3 separate regions of the Mus musculus genome follow, and all the other regions are linked to region 1. The links are chromatin contacts, called in public Hi-C maps. All regions are on one chromosome and are shown on one strand. Each heading gives the region's core, a stretch centred on a gene start, on an enhancer-like site or on the middle of the called end of the contact. The rest is flanking DNA. Distances are from core to core; before and after follow the strand shown.

What was found. A called contact is a pair of places that touch in the nucleus more often than the background predicts.
Region 2: a contact with region 1 is called in a Hi-C map of bone marrow-derived macrophages, with 37 read pairs. The contact joins the enhancer-like site here to the promoter of Fam83f in region 1. A contact is called at or near these places in 15 of 39 promoter capture datasets (the C10 cell line, HPC-7-derived erythroid cells, cranial neural crest and 10 more), 7 of 484 Hi-C or Micro-C datasets (CD4 T cells, bone marrow-derived macrophages, cortical neurons and 3 more), 9 of 115 datasets of contacts at active chromatin or transcription factors (T-cell acute lymphoblastic leukemia, craniofacial prominence, embryonic stem cells and 4 more) and 4 of 9 other capture datasets (embryonic stem cells, liver, macrophages and 1 more).
Region 3: a Hi-C map of nephron progenitors shows a contact between it and region 1, with 1.5 times the contacts expected there. The contact joins the enhancer-like site here to the promoter of Fam83f in region 1. A contact is called at or near these places in 6 of 39 promoter capture datasets (cranial neural crest, embryonic stem cells, maxillary cranial neural crest and 2 more), 5 of 484 Hi-C or Micro-C datasets (B cells, CD4 T cells, cortical neurons and 2 more), 6 of 115 datasets of contacts at active chromatin or transcription factors (T-cell acute lymphoblastic leukemia, craniofacial prominence, embryonic stem cells and 2 more) and 3 of 9 other capture datasets (adipose tissue, embryonic stem cells and liver).

Annotation. Positions count from the first base shown.
Region 1 is chr15:80,669,897-80,673,757 of GRCm38.p6, forward strand. It overlaps Fam83f (family with sequence similarity 83, member F), which reads left to right and starts at 1,951. Exons shown (of 5, transcript NM_145986.2): 1 at 1,951-2,491. The coding sequence starts at 2,021.
Region 2 is chr15:80,495,956-80,499,816 of GRCm38.p6, forward strand. All of the region lies in intron 4 of Enthd1 (ENTH domain containing 1), which reads right to left. Among named protein-coding and RNA genes, the nearest start is that of Gm23220, 40 kb to the left of the region's middle. Within about 2 kb of position 1,971, at least 45 of the 459 cell types and tissues checked have an H3K27ac peak or open chromatin away from gene starts, as enhancers often do. A contact at or near this core is called in bone marrow-derived macrophages, where this site is marked.
Region 3 is chr15:80,516,103-80,519,963 of GRCm38.p6, forward strand. All of the region lies in intron 2 of Enthd1 (ENTH domain containing 1), which reads right to left. Among named protein-coding and RNA genes, the nearest start is that of Enthd1, 42 kb to the right of the region's middle. Within about 2 kb of position 2,044, at least 73 of the 459 cell types and tissues checked have an H3K27ac peak or open chromatin away from gene starts, as enhancers often do. A contact at or near this core is called in T-cell acute lymphoblastic leukemia, cortical neurons, craniofacial prominence and 2 more, where this site is marked.

The DNA.
Region 1 (3,861 bases), core at 701-3,200:
CCTGGCCTCCAAAGCAAGCAAGCGCTCTCCTAACTAATGGTAGACTGTGCCTATAGTACTTTTAGAGTGGAGTGCTAGCAGCGGGAAACCTTCTGGTTCTCATGAGTGGTGAAGAACATTTGAGGGAACAGGCAGGTTTGCTGTTACTCGACATCCCCAATGCCAGCAGTGACTATTGTCACAAACCCTGCAGTTTACTTTTTTATTAATTTTTTAAAAAAATTGTTATGTGTATGGATGTTTTGTTTGCAGTTATGTCTATGTACCATATGCATAGCAAGTGCCTGAAGAGAACAGAAGAGAGTGTCAGAGATGCTCTGGGACTTGAGCTATTGATGGTTGTGTGCCACCATATAGGCCCACGTCCTTTGGGAAGCATCCAGTGCTCTTAACCATGTCTCCAATCCCTGCAGACAATCTAAACACTCATTTCTCCAGACCATCAACGGGGCTGTGGGGTATAGATCAATGAAAGAGCCCTTTCCTAATTTTCCAAAGCCCTGAGTTTTATCCCAAGCACAGAGGAGGGAGGGAGGGAGGGGGAGAGAGAGAGAGAGAGAGAGAGAAGGAAGGAGTGAGAGAGAGAGAGAGAGAGAGAGAGAGAAGGAAGGAGTGAGAGAGAAGGAGTGAGAGAGAGAGAGAGAAGGAAGGAGTGAGAGAGAGATAGAAGGAAGGAGAGAGAGAGAGGGAGAGAGAGAGAGAGAGAGATGCCTATTGACTCCTTCATACACACCCCTAATAACCCCAATAACCTCTGTTTCTTTATAAGAACAAGCAAAGGAGGCCACATGTTGGGAAAGGACCTCCCTCACCGCAGAGAGCATAGCAGTTCCTTTGCTTAGCCGCTCCTTTCTCGGGAGATATAGAAAAGCATTTATTTCTAGGCCTCAATTTCCTCGTTTGTGAAATGAGGGGGTTGGACTCATTTCTAAAGCTCCTTCCAGCTCCAAGTCGCTGTGCTACAAAATGAGAGAAATGTGAACCTTTGGTTGCTATGATCTGAAAATATTTTGAATGTGGAGAATCAAAATTGTACAGCAGCACACGAACAAAATAATATGTTAATGACTAAGAAGATTGTATTTAATCCAATGGGAAACAGCAGATCCTCTGGTGGTGATGGTGGTGGTGTGCACGCGCGTGTCTGTGCTCAGCTTCCTTCCTTGGGCTCAAACATGTATTTTGAATCGCTAATATAGTAATCAGGCCTCTGGCAGCCTATCAGGCCCAAACACACGCACACACCACTTCAAATTAAAATGAGGGGCAAATCCACTGCCTCCTGCTTACATCTTTGCTATTTGGGTGATTCTTTTAGGAGAAAAAAATTTTGTAGTGACGGTGTTGGTGTTGAATTGACAGCCCCTGGAGGCCTCTGATCTCAGAACTGGGACGCGTGGGCGGGAGAACTAGGGATTTCATTAGCATCTTTGCTTTCCCACACAGACTGCCCCCTACACAGTCCGACGATCTAGCCCAACAGCACACACACTTGGACCCTGAAGGCCGGAGTGGGTCAGGATGCTACTAAATTCCGCAGGCGTCCGGACTAGAACACGTGCTCTGGGCCCTGCCTGCGGGAAGATGAGGCTGTACCCGCGGGGCTGAGTCCCGAGGGTGCTGGAGGCGTAAAGGGGTCAGGTCGCCGACCTTCCCTGCACTGATGGGTCGCAGCTGGGAGGCGGGCGTGACTCAAAGGCCGCACGTGCCTCTGACCACAGCCGGGCTTTCACTTCCACGCCGACACTCTGCACCCCAGCCGGGCTAAGTAGGCCAGAGACGCAGGGCGTCGGCTGAGCCGCCCGTGAGGTCCCCGCAAGCCCTGCAGAGGCGGCGGTCCCTCTCCGCCCGACGGCCGCGCCCGCACCGGGGCCCGCGCCGATTGGCCGACTGGCGATCGCTGGGCGGGCCGAGGCGGACCTCGCGGCCAGGTGAGGCGCCCCGCCCCTCGAGCGCTCCAGGTGCGGCGGTGGGGACAGCAGGGTCCGAGCCTGGGGCCCCGGGACAGGGCTGGGGCGCCATGGCCGAGTCCCAACTGAGCTGCCTGGACGAGGCGCACGTGAACGAGAGGGTGACCGAGGCACATGCAGCTTTCTACTACTGCGAGAGGCGGCGGGCCGCGCTGGAGGCGCTGCTGGGTGGAGGCGAGCAGGCCTACCGCGAACTGGTCAAGAAGGAGCGGCTGCGGGACTTCCTCTCCAGCCAGGAGCGCCAGGCCCTCTGCGCCGCCTGGAGCCCCTACGAGGAGGCAGTCTCCAGCACCCGTGCCAAGGCTAAGGCCAAGGCCAAGGTCCCGGCCCAGCCCACTGAGTCCCTGGCCTACTGGCCAGACCGCTCGGACACCGAAGTGCCCCCACTGGACCTGGGGTGGACAGACACCAACTTCTACCGCGGTGTGAGCCGAGTCACGCTCTTCACCCACCCGCCCAAAGAAGAGAAGGCACCGCACCTGAAGCAGGTGGTCAGGCAGATGATCCAGCAGGCCCAGAAGGTAGGCCTCGGGCCCCAGTCCTGCACCAGAGGGACCCCCCACACACACACACACTCCCCTGCCTGGTCTCACTTGCGGGCCACTCTCACCATCCTCTGGGAAATGGACCCCCGCTGGCGCTCACCTTGTGCAGCTGTGATGAGACCTTTTGAAAGATGGATGTGTAAGTTCGTGGCAAAGCACTGGTTTTTCTTACTACAGTGTCTAGGTGCGCTAGCCTTGTGTTGGTATACCTCTGTCACCATCCATCTTCCTTGGGCAGTGTGACAGTTGTGAGGCCCTGTGCTAAACTAGCCACTCAAAGGGCTTGATCATGAACTATCACCAGGGATTTATTTACAAGGCGTATCCTCGGCCGTTTCCCTATTTGATCTTCACAATCGCATGAAGTTGGTAATAGCCTCCCTTCCCCTCTGGGCCAGATGAGCTTTTCTTAGGAGCCTTTCTCCCCCAAACAACCCGACTTTCCCATTATCATCCTCTCCTGGGCTTGGCACTAGAGCCCAAGCAGGCTCAAATGAATGAGGAACGCTATTTTAAGCTCTAGCAGTGGCTTGGCCCAGTGTTGGGTGCTCCCACAAAGCACTGGACCAAGCTCAGGAAGAGGCTCCTACTTTGCCCATCTGCTCTGCTTGGGTGTTGAGAGATGTTTCCAAGGAGCCTGGTTAGAATACCAGTTGGACAGCTGGCTGTGGGGTAGGTGAAAGACTAATCTTTTCCTCTGTGCCCTTGGGTACTTGGGTAGTTTCCAGATAAAATGTGGGCTATTGCATTAAATTCAAACTTCAAATAGGTCTTTTTGTATCTTTTTATTCCAAATAAGCTGCACGGCGGCTGCATTGATGCTAAAAGTGACTTTTCATTTACCTAAATTCAGATTTAATGGGACAGATATTATTTTACCTTCTAAAGACTGAGAGGTGATAGACATACTTTTATCCCATGCATGTATTGTGTTTGGGGTGTCCTGGCACATATGGATGTCAAAGGACATCTTTGGGGAGTCTGTTCTCTCCTGCTACCATGTATGTGGGTTCTTAAAGTTGAATGCAGGTAGTCAGGGTTGAGGGCAAGCATCCCCCACCCCCAGGCCACTGGGATTTATTAAGCAACGCCAACAACCTTTGATGCCCAGATCAGAATGTGCAACTAGAGGCTTGGGTCCACTGTTGTTACCTAACTTTGTGAGTGTAATTACAGCCATCTTTATCCTGGAGGCCAAACAAAAGAGATGCTAGGAAGGACAGTGAAGGTCTCTTCTTTCTGGGAGGCGTGGCCTGGCTGTGGACGAGATGCTTGCCAGAGAAGTTAGCTTTTCACTGTCCTTCCTTCCACCTTCCCTCTAGATAATTGTTCCTTGTGTGACTAAG
Region 2 (3,861 bases), core at 721-3,220, 170 kb before region 1:
GATGTACAATGCCTAACACACAGCAGGCACTTATAATTTTTGTGCAGTGGATAATGTATCCTCTCTTGATAATAAACCCACAGCCATGTGTTTCATTCAAATAGTCAGCCTGGGACTTGCACCCCTAGGAGATTATAGCCATTCTAATAAGTATGTCAACTTAGTTTACATTGAACTTGATTCTCCCTATTGGAACTGTCAATGGGGCTTGCATGACATTTTAAAAATGTATGCATTCATCAAAATGACTTATGTTGGATCACTTCTTCAGCTAAAAATTCATAAACAGTTCAGAAGCCAGAACTGCTCAGCATTTCTGAATTTTATTGTATATTTATATTGACTATAAATTTTATTGTATATTCTCTGATAATTTCATACATGAACCCAGTATATTGAGACCACTCCTACCCTGCAAGTCCTCCATGTGAAGCAGTTACTAGCCTTGTCTTCACTCAGGTAGTTGGGTTCCTTCTGTCTATTCACTCACTTCAATGAAAGCCTTTTATTGTTTAATTCATGTCATCCATTCTCATATTTTTGAATAAAAGGAAGAAAAGGTGAGTTCTAAATGAGTTTAATTGGATTTCTTATACCAACCACATTACATAGTTACTATGCTGATAACATTCTGTATTCTACCACCAGTTCATAATCTCAGACATGCTTTGCTATGCTCTGATGATTGGCATAATGGACATTCATGGAAGAAATGAAGGAACATGATGACTGCCCTCAAACAAAAGGCACTAAGAAATGAGCCTGGTCATGAAGAGAACATGCAAATTTCACACAGCCTGGAAAAGCAACACACGCATTTAGAATTGACTAATAGCGGGGTCCAAACCTGGTGCTGTACTAGTGGCGGGGTCACTGTGACACCTGAGGGTCACATGCCTTTAGATAGGCTCATAAGCTATGCAGCATGCCAGATGCTGAGAAGTATTACAGAGAACACTCACGGGGAAGAGAAAGGCTCCATTAGTGGTGGCTGGGGGCTGGGGATGCTTAATATCCAAGAAGGCCTCCCTGCATCTATAAAGACACGGTGAGATGAAAGTGTGATACTATGTTGCATGAATAGGGCTAGGTGTGAATACTCACATGCACACACACACACACACACACACACACACACACACACAGCCTTCTCTAGAGGCACCGGGAGACATTTACAGCTGTCATAGAAAGGGAAATATACACGTTCCCCTATCTTATGTGTAGTTGCTCTGAAGGGACACTGGTATCTGGAGCCCCAATAGTGCCACTACAATCTGCTAGCCAGCCAAGTGCAAGTGCCTCAGGCAGACAGGCATAGAACCTCTTACAGGCCCTGGAAGAAAACCACAGGGCTGGCCTCGATAGCACTGGTGCAAGGCCATGCTTTCTGCCTATTATTACTGTCTACTTGAAAAACAACTCTTGGCTTATGATGGGGCCCTGATAAGAGAACAAATGTCTGACCACAAAACAACAAGTAACCGTGTCCCCCCCAACAAATGACTGTTATCTGATCCGTGGAGCACAAAGCTAGATGCACACAGCAGCATTCCACTGGCAAATTAGATTGGTGCACATGACATAAGTCACGCCAGCTCAGAGCCCGTGAAAGCACCACAGGCTGGTGGCAGAGATGCCACACCACAACTGCAGCTCCCTCAGCCTACCCCCACAGATTCATGGAGAGCACTGCAGCTATGGGGAGGGACCAACGTCTTAACTAGGGTGTTACTGCTGTGAACAGACACCATGACCAAGGCAACTCTTAGAAGGACAACATTTAATTGGGGCTGGCTTACAGGTTCAGAGATTCAGTCCATTATCATCAAGGTGGGAGCATGGCAGCATCCAGGCAGGCATGGTGCAGGAGGAACTGAGAGTTCTACATCTTCATCTGAAGGCTGCTAGTAGAATACTGACTTCCAGGCAGCTAAAATGAGGAACTTAAACCCACGGCCACAGTGACACGCCTATCCCAACAGGGCCACACCTCCTAAAAGTGCTGAGCCAAGCATATACAAACCATCTCAGACAAGGACGGGACTAGTTTCTAAGGAAGCCTGCATAACACTGCTCAGAAGTGAAGGGACCAATTACAGCCCCACTCATAATGCCCCTGAACTTAAACAGGAAAACTCTTCCCATAGACAGAACTGCAGGAAGAAGATCTTCATATGAAGCAAGGAGAAAGGCAAGATGTGGAGAAGCATCAACAGGAATGCATGAGCAGTGGCTGCAGGGTCCTCACCAGGGGCTTGGAAAGGATAAGATAAGAAGATTGTTTTGTTGGGGGGACTCGGTTACTTGTTGTTTTGTGGTCAGACATTTGTTCTCTTACCAACAAGAAGGTTGGTAGACGGAACCCTGAGGACATGTACTTGAAGCGAGGACACTCATGTCCCTATGAACACAGGCGTGCCAGAAGACATCCACTGTGGAACAGGCACTCCCACATCAGCTGGGGAATGCTCTGTTCAGTCAGAGGCAATGGCTGCTGGCTGGGCTGTGTTGCTCAGTGGGCTGTGGCTGAGAAACAGGGATGCTAAGACTTTGAACTGCCCTGCAGATGAGGCTGCAGTGACAGAAACTTTCCCTCATAGGGTGATCTCTTTACCATGAAGGGTGCTCTCCTGACCATGAACACTACTACCCAAACTGCTTAGACTGGAGGATAACGCCGTGCCCCAAGTGAGGTGCAGAGCAAGGTGGGTTCACATGGACATCTTCCAATCCAGCAAGGTGGGATCCATATGGGAGAGCCATCCCTGCCTGCCTGTAGGCTTGAGGACAGAGCACACTGTCAGAATGTTTACAGGTCTCCCCTTGTGCCTCTCAGCGCCTCGCCTTGCAGCACTGCACAGCTCCATCCAGGAGGTAAAAAGAAAACACCTCCAGGATCATAACACAACGAAGAGAAGCTGAGAGAAGATCAGCCTAATGCCACTCGAGACATGCGTGCTTAGCTCCTGAACAAAACACTGCTAAACCAAATCCAGAAATAAGCAGAAAAGGGAATTTGCCAGGCCAATTGAGGGTTCTCTCTGAAATTCAAGGTTGCTTTAATATTTAGAAATCAATAATTTATGAAAATTGATAGTCTAAAAGAGAGAAATCTGTAGGTATCAAAATAGATGCTAAGTGGAGAAAATCTGAAATATAGTCTTGATAAAAAAAACTGCTGATAAATTGACAATGGGGATCTACAGTGTACAGTGCACAGCGAATGTCTCCGATGAATTGGGGTTGACACCAACCTCTTGTAGGTATGAACCAGGTCTCAGAAGCCTTGGCCGTGCTGTTACCCAGCTGTGTGTGGAGTGTGTGTGTGGGGGGGGGGGGCAGGGATGGGAGAGCCAAACACAAGAGTTTCAGAGTTTGCCAGTGAAGAACTAAGTCTGCCATTATTTACAGATGATGTGGTTTCCAACATGAGATGCTCAGAAGGATCTATCCATAAATCAGGGAAACTGCTAAGAGTTTAAGGGTATAATCAATATACAAAAAATAATAATTCCACTCATCTGCACCATCAACAAACAGAAAATGAAATGTATCAAATGAAGCTTCTTGGAGTAGCCATGAAAACAAAGGTATGTCTCAAGACTCGAGCCAAGCCCCATGAGGCAGACCTGATCAAGCTGTTGTCAACTGACCACAGAGCAAACTGACAGTGCAGGAATATGCCGAGCTCAGCTGCCCTCTTAGAACCCTGCAGAGCACCTTGGAGAGAGAGCCCCATAAGACCACAGGGCTGACTGAGGACTCGGCTCTCAGCCTCCAGCCAGTACCACGGCCAAATACGTGGCAGATTGCTATCCCAGAAAAGACCGAAATTCCAAATCTGAAGTGAAGTTTTAGACC
Region 3 (3,861 bases), core at 794-3,293, 150 kb before region 1:
CAACTAGATTATACGGTAGATATTTTTCCAGAATTACATAAACCAAGTCTGCAGTTACCAAGAACTGGAAACAGCATGCACTGTAAAATCAGTTTCTGCAAAGTCCATTGCACTGACAGCCATAGGGCAAGGAGCGTTTTCATTTGCCCTGCAATTTCTGATTATGTCAGGTTAGAGTAAAAGTTTAATTAATAGTTGATACATTTTAATAAAGAGTGTTTTGTATTATTCCCAGAAGCTAAAAAAATAAATTACTCCTAATGACTGTTTTAAAAAAATCTTTCCCCAAACAATGTGTTCTCAACTCTTTGCTTTCAAAAACATGAAAGACTTCATCACGTTATAGCTGACAAGAGATAGGAAATATTTCTCTAATAAGTCACTAGATAATTGTTGGCACGTTACTTAGAAGGAAAGCACAGGACTGATTGACAGTGCTGCAGTACAGTACCTTCTACTTCTGGCTTTGATTTATATGAACAGGTTTTTAAAGCATTTATGTGTACAAAAACCATGAAATAAAATAGACATTGTATGGTGCTTACAGCGAGCAGTGGATGGTACTCAGATGTGGGTAATGGCTGTGCTTAGCTCATAAAAGCATGTGTTTCCAGTTACGTTGGATTCTTTATGTGTGATAAGTACTTCTAAGAATATATGAATCCAAGGGCTTTGATAGGCTGTGTGCTGGAAGTCAGTCCAGCCTGGCACAGAGGCTGCATGTGTGTAAGCCCAGCACTGGGGACAGAGGGACGGTTAAGTATGAAGTCAGCCTGGGCTCTACAGTGGGATTCTTCTTCCAAAGCACACTTTTTGCACATATTTGATATTTTGAGGAGACTTTCACACATGCAAACACTACATATAAAGGTAAGACTCTGTGAGAGATGTGAAACCAAATCCGACCTTAGCAAGAGAAAGGAATGACAGTTTCCATAGATAAGGACCCTATGTTTCCCTCCAGTGATGTGCTGCAAGTCTCAATTCTAATGGTACTTATGCCCCTTAAGATGTGAGAGAGGTGGGTGTGGTCAGTGGCCAGAGCATGCACTGCTACTGCTGAAGAACTGAACTTGGTTGCCAGCACCCACATCAGGTGACACACATCTGAAATCAGCTGTAACCCCAGCTCCAGGGGCATCTGATGCCCTCTTGTAAGTCCCACGAGCTCTCACTCATGCGCACAAACCCACACAGAGACACACACAAACAGAGACACACTTAATTAAAAATAAAAATCACTGAGAACATACATGTGGTATCATTTTCTTCTTCTCTTCTTTTTTTTTTCCAGTAATGGGGAATTGAACCAGATATTATATGAATGCTAGGCAAGGACTCTCTATTTTGGGAGTCCTACTATGTACTTCAGGCTGACCTTGAACTCATGATAGCCTTACCTCAGCCTCCTAAGTAGCTGGGATTACTGGTATGTACCACCATGCCAGATTTGTTTTCTTTTTATGTCTATATTTATAATATTTATAACATACTAGACTTTATGTTTATTCCCTCTTATAAAATTCCACATTTTAACCCAAAACTTTGTGAAGAAGTTCATAAGTCTAACATTATACATGAAAATGTCTTAGAAGCAATAGGTCGGCATGAGACGGGCTCTCCCTTCAACAAGCCCAGGGCCTGGTAGGAAGTTAAGCTCCTCGAACAGACAGGCTTCTGGGAAAGAACTAACTATAACACCAGGGGCTTTGACGGGTGGTGCGAATCCCAATAAACAGGACAGAAATCATTTCTGGCAGAGGCACAGGGACAGTAGGTGCCAGATCCTGAAGAGGTAATGAGAACCTTTCATGTATGTTTGTAGTTTTCCATTTTGTTGTAAACTTACATGAAAATGAGTAATTAAAACGGACTTATTTCTGACTTAGAGATTTTCTAATTAATCCTGGCAAACAGCGGGGACTCGGGACTTCTGTCATCTATCTGCTTTCCTGAGGTTTAATCAGAAACTGTAACTGCTCCTTCAGTACTCAGCAGTAGAATTATCTCTGAAATGCCATGGGTCGGGCTTGACAGACAGCACGGGGGTAGATTAATTCCCTTCTGAGGAACTCATGAGAGCAGCACGCAGCACGGATGTGTTCTGGCCCAGAATCACATTTCACTTCTGTTGCTGCGACCGAGGGAGGGGGGCTGCGGGGGAGAGGAGAGACAAGAAAGGGTTATTTGGCTTACAAGGCAGAAACTGCAGCAGCTAGTCACAGCCCAGCCATAGTGGAGAGCAGAGAAATGAAGTCTCTTGTGCTGCTGGCTGGCTTGCTTGCCTGTGCACAGTGAGCTTTTTCCACTCTCACACAGCTCAGAACCCGATTCAGGCCATGGCCCCATCCACATTAAGGGTGGGTCTGCCCACCTCAATTAACAATGAAGACAGACAGTCCTTCACAGACAGGCCCATTGGCCACCCTGATCTAGAAAATTCCTCACCGAGACTCTTCCTAGGTGATTCTAGGCCAGATCAAGTTAAAATGAGGCAGCACGCTGGTTAAAATACTACGAGGCTACCTGTGGGCATGAAGAACGGCAGTCAAGCTGCAGAAAGCCCACAGACATTCGTGGTCTTCCTCCCTCGATATCAGATCGCACAATACTGGAAGTGAGTGTGAGTGTGCCTCATCAGACTTCATGACTAAGCAACATGTGCTCTAGACTCCCACAAGTTAAGGAAGAGGTGAGTGCACACATTTGGTTCCTCAGAAGAAATGAAGCCCCTCTGGCACCATCACAATCCAGCAACTAAGGCTGTGGAACCATGAGCCATGGAGGATGGGGCTGTGACTAAGGAGCCTCTGAGGAAAGTGTGGAGAGGGGACAGGAAGTGATGCCAGGGACTCACTGGTTGCTGAGTTGCTCAGCACTGCAGCTGTGGAACTCCCTAGAGACTATCTGGAGAGATGGAGATCCCACTGAGCCTGCAGAGCCCAGATAATACCTCGAAGCAGAACTGATGGGCCCCGTGATAGCTCTTAGATGAGATACCGAGCTCTGACTACAAGACACTATCAGCGCAACTGTGGCTCTGGCATTGAGATGCCCTGTAAACGCACACATCCAAACCACCCCACTGCTCCCCCAGCTGTCACCGTAGATCAGCAGGGTCCTCTCGGTGGTGATGTCAGCAAAGGTGTATCGATTACTTTGAAGTACTCGTCAGAACCAGGATGGTGGAATATACTGTAGTTTAGGGAGGCTGGGGCAGGAGGAGCGCTCAGGTCCAGCTCGGAGGCCTTCCTGGGCAACACAATTGAGGCTAGGTTGTTTCTTGTTTTGTTTTAAGTTTTCAGAAAACACCCAGGTGATAGAGAGATGGCTCAGTTGGTAAAGGACTTGCTGTGTAAACACGAGGACCTGAGTTGGGATGGCCATGGCCCACATAAAAGCCAGGTGCAGCTTGTGCACTTAGAAATCCCAGAGTTAGGGAGGGGAGAAATGGGAAGGTCCCTGCAGCTCCCTGGTCACCTAACCTCACTGAACCACTGCAGTCTATGCTCAGTGAGAAACCACATCTCAAAAAGTAAGGTAGACAGTAATTGAGAAAATTATCCAAAATTGACCTATGGCTTCTACATACACTCATCTTCACGCATATAGGTTCACACATGAACATAAGAAAGGAAGAGAGAAGCTGGGCAGTGGTGGCGCACGCCTTTAATCCCAGCACTTGGGAGGCAGAGGCAGGTGGATTTCTGAGTTTGAGGCCAGCCTGGTCTACAGAGTGAGTTCCAGGACAGCCAGGACTACACAGAGAAACCCTGTCTTGAAAAAAAAAACAAAAAACAAAAAACAAAAAGGAAGAGAGAAAGGGAGCGGACAGAAGAGAATGGAAGGACTGGATTCAGT